2 separate regions of the Mus musculus genome follow, and region 2 is linked to region 1. Evidence: chromatin contacts called from public HiChIP or PLAC-seq data. All regions are on one chromosome and are shown on one strand. The core of a region is the stretch at or near the end of the contact, and the rest is flanking DNA. Distances in the headings are between cores, read along the strand shown. Region 1 overlaps Gm41262 (a long non-coding RNA gene). Region 2 has its middle 120 kb from the start of Gdnf.

The links. HiChIP or PLAC-seq counts read pairs in DNA pulled down with a chosen protein or histone mark.
Region 2: a contact with region 1 is called in an H3K27ac HiChIP or PLAC-seq map of the NIH/3T3 cell line, with 3 times the contacts expected there. The contact joins two enhancer-like sites. A contact is called at or near these places in 1 of 15 datasets of contacts at CTCF or cohesin (the NIH/3T3 cell line), 4 of 484 Hi-C or Micro-C datasets (cortical neurons, embryonic stem cells and nephron progenitors) and 3 of 115 datasets of contacts at active chromatin or transcription factors (the NIH/3T3 cell line and embryonic stem cells).

What each region holds. Positions count from the first base shown.
Region 1 is chr15:7,458,798-7,461,935 of GRCm38.p6, forward strand. The region is part of intron 2 of Gm41262 (a long non-coding RNA gene); the gene reads right to left. Among named protein-coding and RNA genes, the nearest start is that of Gm41262, 7.9 kb to the right of the region's middle. Within about 2 kb of position 1,869, at least 16 of the 459 cell types and tissues checked have an H3K27ac peak or open chromatin away from gene starts, as enhancers often do. A contact at or near this core is called in the NIH/3T3 cell line, where this site is marked.
Region 2 is chr15:7,692,785-7,696,287 of GRCm38.p6, forward strand. No RefSeq gene overlaps it. Among named protein-coding and RNA genes, the nearest start is that of Gdnf, 120 kb to the right of the region's middle. Within about 2 kb of position 1,442, at least 13 of the 459 cell types and tissues checked have an H3K27ac peak or open chromatin away from gene starts, as enhancers often do. A contact at or near this core is called in the NIH/3T3 cell line, where this site is marked.

The sequences.
Region 1 (3,138 bases), core at 619-3,118:
ATGAACTGAGCATGCTCAGTAGTGTGCCGCCTCTATGTGATGATGGGTCTTTCTATATGAATTATACAGCTACACAATGTGGACTGTCAATATCATTTAATACATATTCCACCAACTTAAAGAAACAACTCTTTCCTTTACAGAGACACTAACTTCGTGAATCAGCCCTGGGGCCTTCCCTGTGCAAGCAATGAACTCTCTGCTCTTTTATCTTTTGCTTGTGTTTCCTGGTTTGGTCCTCACCAGGGGCTAAGACCACAGCTTTCAGTCACACATTAGAACCAGGAAACATGGAAGAGAAAGTTACTCTAGTGCTGGATGTGAGAATGCCTGGATTAATTGAGAAAGCAGTTCACCCTCAGTTATAAATGACCCCAAATGTGCTTCTGCATCTGTTTGAGATGATATTTCTTGTGTCTCTAGCGTCACAGAGCGATTTCCGTGACAAGAAACACGTAGATGTGTCAGACAGCTGGACACTCAGCGGTAGATCGTCAGGCAGTCCTGGAAGTGGGTCTGCATTTCTAAGTCCTCACATCAACAGTTCTTATACTTTCCACATTTGTATAAGTAGAACGTGCTGGCAGGGTGTGAAACATTACACACATGCTCTGTTAGTAAATGATGTGCCGGCAGTGTGATTTATGTCCTGTAGGCACACAACTTCCTCTCCTTCAGAAGAGGGCTCTAGACAAGCTAGGGTCTACAAGTGGCTCTGCCAGGGAGTTGAAAGCCCACCAAACTCAAGGACCCAAATCTCCTCGGGTCACCCGAGGCTTTGGCCGGAGAAGCCCGTGGGAACAACCTCTAGAGTTTGATCTGGAGTATGGTCCTTTTTTCTTCCTGTCCTTCTCCACAGGAAGAGGTACTGAGCAATATCCAACTTGTCTCCAGTGCTAACGACTCTAAGCACTCCAGGCTCCTCCAGGCCCATTTCTTAGGACAAGCTCTGTGATAACTAAAATCAGAGACAGCTACCTCCATCTTTCTACATCAAAGAAAAAGAAGAAAAATGGCATAGTATTTATAGCTAATTCAAAACAGCTGAATTGTAAGTATCCCCCTTGCACACAATGTCCATCAGGAGAAGAACATACCCAGATTAATTTAGAAAGCATTTTAGACTAATTTAGCTATAAGTGACCAAAATGTGCTTTTGCATCTGTTTGGGATGACATTTCTTGGGCATGGAGCACTGTGCAGTAATTCCCGTGACAGTAAACACATAGACTTGCTATTTGATAGTTGCATAACTGTGGTTTGCTTTTGCTTGCTCTTGGAGGTGAAGAGCTGGCTGTCTGCTTTTTGTTCCCCCCATCTCACCCGCAGGCGGTGAGGTGGAAGCAACCAAATGTAAACTGCACCAAACTGGGGGTGGAGGTGGGGGTGGGGCAGGAAATAGTTAATATGCCAATTGCATGTAAGATATCTGGTCAGTTTCTCTGAATTGTCTTTCAGCTCAATGTGCCCGAGTGGCAATGCTCATGAATAACCAGCAGAGGGCAGCCACGGCCTCCTAATACACTGGGAAGGCTCTTCCTGCCATCCATGAAATAAGCTTCAGAGAACAAACTCTTGCTTGCATCTCTAACAGTTTCTCCCAAACATTGGATAAGTCACCACACAGTGGGAATAACTCAGGTTGCGCTCTGCTGTCACGTGACTTAGATGGAAGCTCAATTCTTCTATGTTCTAGCTGTGGACTGGCTGCACTTATAGTTAACCTCAAATGGAGACAGTTATAACATCCACTTTATATGTGGGCTTACTGCGAACGTGTAACAAATTAGTATTCATTGTACATCCAGAACAGAGCCCAGTATACAGTGATGTATGGTATGTGTTCTTGTGGCTACAGTATTACATCAGTCTTTGTTTATGTTTCAGAGTCCCAGATAAAGTATCCAAGAAGGAAGTGTCATGACTCAAGAAGGAAGAAGTCAAGGCTTGGATGGGTCTCAGGCCAGGTGGCCAGAAACTACTTAGATGGGGGTGGCTGTGGTCAGGAGGAAGGAGGACAGGGAAGTGTCTCTGAGGAGGGAGGGAGGAAGAAGCAGAAGCTGTCTTGAGTTAGTTCATTTCTTCCCTGAAGTAGTCAGAGACCTGAGCTTGGACCACTGAGGGGTCAGCAGGGGTCTTGCACAAGAAGACCTCCAAGTGAGCAGAAGGCTAGTCTTCTTAACTGTGTTCAAGCAGGATGCAATTAGCTGCAGTTGGGGAGGGCATCCTGGGCGCCTCTCCTCTGGGTGAAAGACAGAGAAAGAACAGGAAATCTTGGTTACCACATAGCCAGCATGGCAGTGGCTGAGGCAGCAGTTAATGTTCTGGCTTCTGAGCAAAACCGAGAATGCAGTAGTAGAGAGTGGTACCCAGCAGGTGGAGTGGGTGGGGTCCACAGCAGGAGAGAAATCTTTCTTTGAGCGATGCTGCAGAGACCCCTGGCTAGGAGTCTGAAGTAAGCGCCAGTAAGTTGTGTATGGTCAGGAACCACATCTTATCTAACCTTCCATTGTAGCATGGCACATCCTTGCCTACCTGACCTCCAAATAACTCTGGCTGGCTGGTGAGATACAACTGAACGCACACTGCACGTTGTTTTTCCTCCTCTGACCCGTTAGCTGATGGCTGCCCACATTTCTGTGCTCCTCTGTGGTTACAAATAGCTCAGCGATGCCCACCCTCCCCACCCAGTCTGGCCTGTACTAGACAGGGAGAATAGGGAAGAAACACTGAATTAAGAGTGAGTATCAGGGCTGTGTTGTTACTGCAGCATAACTCGGCCTGTACTGCCTCACCCCTGTGCGGCCCTTTCCCACACTCAGTGCCCCTTGCCACTTCTCTCAACCCCTCACTTGATACTCTGGCAGGTACAAGGACAGGGACGCACCATCTCAGGTTCCAGATGGTGAAACAGGCCTTCCCAGAGCTTTAACTGTTCAAGGTCCCCAAATCAAAGTGAAGAGGCTGAGACTCGACCTCAAGCCCCAGGACTGTGTTGTTCTTTCCACCTCCCCTCCCTAGCCTGGCACGAAATCCAACACTAAAAACGATAGCCCGACTTGACTAGCCGTGGGCCATGAGTAGTACCACGTTTGTCCCCAAGATGATGGATGTGTGGGTAAAGATGACTGCTTTCAC
Region 2 (3,503 bases), core at 192-2,691, 230 kb after region 1:
TATCAGCTATTTGTGACAGTGATGACATCTTTCATGAAGGGGATCCACAGAGGAAAAGAAGGAAGAGGAAGGGACCAGAAAGAAGTGGAGGAGGAAAGGGAGGAGGGGGAGGAAGAATATGGAAGAAGAGCAAGTCGGAGAGAATGGAGCAAGAAGCAAAGAAATCTGCAATTCTCATGCAGACAGGACCCGGTCTGTTCACCTTTGAGTCCTTACCTATTGATGTCCTCCCTAGAACATAGGAAGTACTTATGCCATTTTGGGACTGCTATGTAAAGAAGGAGCAGAAATGGAAAAGAATCAATCTATAGAAGAAAGGAAGAAGGGGGGGGAACGTAACAAGGAAGAGGAGGGGAAGAAAAGGGCAGGACAGGACTTGACTATTACTAGCAGTATGAGGAGACACTAAGTAAAGCACATTTTCTGGATTCATAATAACTGGCTTAAATTCCAATCCTGAAAGTCACTGTCAGTCACCTTGGGCAAGTTTGTTAATCCTTCTCATCCCTCTGTCCCCATGAGTAAGATGATTACTATAGCTCCTACCTCACTGGGCTGCCATGAGGATTAAATTTGACAATATGAACAAATAACACCCAAACAATGGGAATTATTGTCCTCCCTCTCATCATGTATCTTCGCATCAGAGTGAACACATCTAGACTATTACATCCCTTGATCTTGGAACTGGCTCTCTCATTCTGGAAATAACCTTGATTTTGTAACCTGTAACTATTGAAAAATCTATCAGGAGGGTATTTACAAGCTTAGGAGGTAGTTTTAACAAGGTAACTTCATGTCAAATTGTGCTTTAAAACATGGTGAAGTATACTAAAAGTTACTGGTTTGTTATAGTTTGAATAATTTAACCTTGCTTCGCCATGTTCATGGACCATGAAAAAAGATGTATCCTTTATCACAGAATTGATTGACAGCAGAGAATTTTTCAGTCCCTGAATTAAAAGTGGAATGAGGTTTCCTTACATCCCAGAATATTTCCCAGAGTCCAGACACACATTAGTCAAGGGAGGCGCTTCCTGGCACTCACTTACCTGACAATCACACTTCCTTTGTAGCATGGAGGAATTCCCTTTCTGTGCTTCAGGGGCACACCTGCTGGGCTGGGCACAGGCTCAGGAGCACCCAGGGGAAATGATCCAACAGGTATGCTCCGAAGCAGATGAGCACCATCCCCGTCAGAGTGCAGGGAGCTCAGGGATTGGGAGGTGGGGAGGACAAAGGGAAGAGGAATTATGGGAAAGTGCAGAAGGAGGCCTTAGATCTGAAATTGAAGTCTATGTTCAACATAGCTTTTCCATTCTACCCATTCATTAATATAATAAAGTCTTGCTTTAAAAAAAAAAAGAGAGATGCTGACTCACCATCTAGTCATACATCTGCTTCACGAAGTCGATACCCTTAGGCTATAACTTTTTACTGGTCTCTGCCCCTCCCATGCATCTCTTAGCCCATGGCACTAGTCTCATTACATAACTTTTCACCCATATGAAAACTAGCCAAATGATCGAGACTTGTTTTCAGAATGAAAGAAAGACTAGCAACCGCCTGTGTCATGACAAATAGGTCTTGCAGACTTTAGAAAAGGCACGGCTGTTCATGTGTGTCTGAATTTAAAACCTTCTCCCTAGGTGGGCGAGAGAGATAGTGCAGTGGTTAGGAGCACTTGCTGACCTTCTAGAAGATCCGAGTTCAATTCCCAGCACTTATGTCAGGTAGCTTGGCTCACAGAAGCCTTTCACTCTAAATCCAGGGAGATCCAACACCTTTTCATCCCCACATACATCTGCACACAACCTAACAGACACATACACGTATACATAAATAAACATCTTAGACAGGGCATGGTGGTATATATCTTTACTCCCAGCCCGACTTCAGGGATGGAGCTGTGAGTGGCAGCAGCCTGCCTTAGCTATACATCATAACTAGAAGAACAATAGATAGATAGATAGATAGATAGATAGATAGATAGATAGATAGATAGATAGATAGATAGATAGGTATAATAAATATATAGACATATAGATATAATTTTATGTATATGAGTACACTGTAGTTGTCTTCAGACACACCAGAAGAAGACATCAGTTCCCATTACAAATGGTTGTGAGCCACCATGTGGGAATTGAACTCAGGACCTCTGGAAGAACAGTCAGTGCTCTTAACTTCTGAGCCATCTCTCCAGCCCAAAGGATAGCATTTATAGCTGATGAGTTCAATTTCCAAGCAAAGAATTCCATTTACATTTACACTTACAAGTATAAGAAAAAAACATAAAGAATAAAAACTAAATGCTTTGTGGCTAGGAGATCCATGAGAGAGAACTCTCTTTTGGCACAGATGGGCAAGGTGAGGGCTGGCATGGATCTAGGATCTCCCAGAGGCCTGCCCTCTTCACCTGAACTCTGTTGGAAAAAAGATAATATCAGAGGCTATTCACTAAACTAGCAAAAGCTATGACTTTCAGCAAAAACAACTGAAGATGGCTTCATGGCAGAAGCAGCCTGAGTCTTTAAAGGACAGAGATCCAAGCAAGTGTGAGGATCGAAAGGACATGGACGGTACTCTTACCCGGAGGGCAAGTCATTAGGCGCAGAGGCCGAGTCACCGATGTGGTAGACTCTCAGAGCCTTCAGTTCAGATATCCACTGGCATCTTACAATTAACAATTTATAGGGTCACATTTTACATGATAGTGTTTTGGGGTTTTTTGTTTGTTTGGTTTGTTTGTTTGTTTGTTTGTTTGTTTGTTTGTTTTTTCGAGACAGGGTGTCTCTGTGTAGCCCTGGCTGTCCTAGAACTCACTTTGTAGACCAGGCTGGTCTCAAACTCAGAAATCTACCTGCCTCTGCCTCCCGAGTGCTGGGATTAAAGGCATGTGCCACCACGCCCAGCTCTTTACATGATAGCTTGACTAATGCTAAAACCATACAAGTTTCCAATTGTCCTCTTAAGACCTGTGAACTCCTGTCCACATGAACTGACCAACAATTCTCCCAATAACCCTTTGTGCTGTCTTTAAGATCATGGAAGCGGAGGTTCTTGATACAAGGAATTGAGATATAGCAACTGTATCTATGATCTGCTGTCGTAGAAAGATCAAAACTGAACCACCCCCAAGGTGTCTCCCTCCTCACCCGTGGGAGCTTTGACTTTATTACATTGTGTAACAAGGAGAAATTACAGCTTGAAGATACAATTAAAGCTGATAATTATTTTAGTTTAAATTAAGAAGTAGGACTGAGTTTAGCCCCCAGCCCTGTATAAGCAGGCAGTTGTGACACACCTGTAATTCCATACTTGGGAAATGGAGGCAGGAAAATCAGAAGTTCAAAGTGATCCTTGGTTATACGGTAAGTGTGGAGTCGCCCTGGGCTACATGAAATCCTCTTTCAAACAATAAAAACTAGAATAGATGGCCTTAGATTATCTAAGTGGCCAGGGTACTAAAGGTGACTAGGAAGGCAGAAGATTCGGAACCA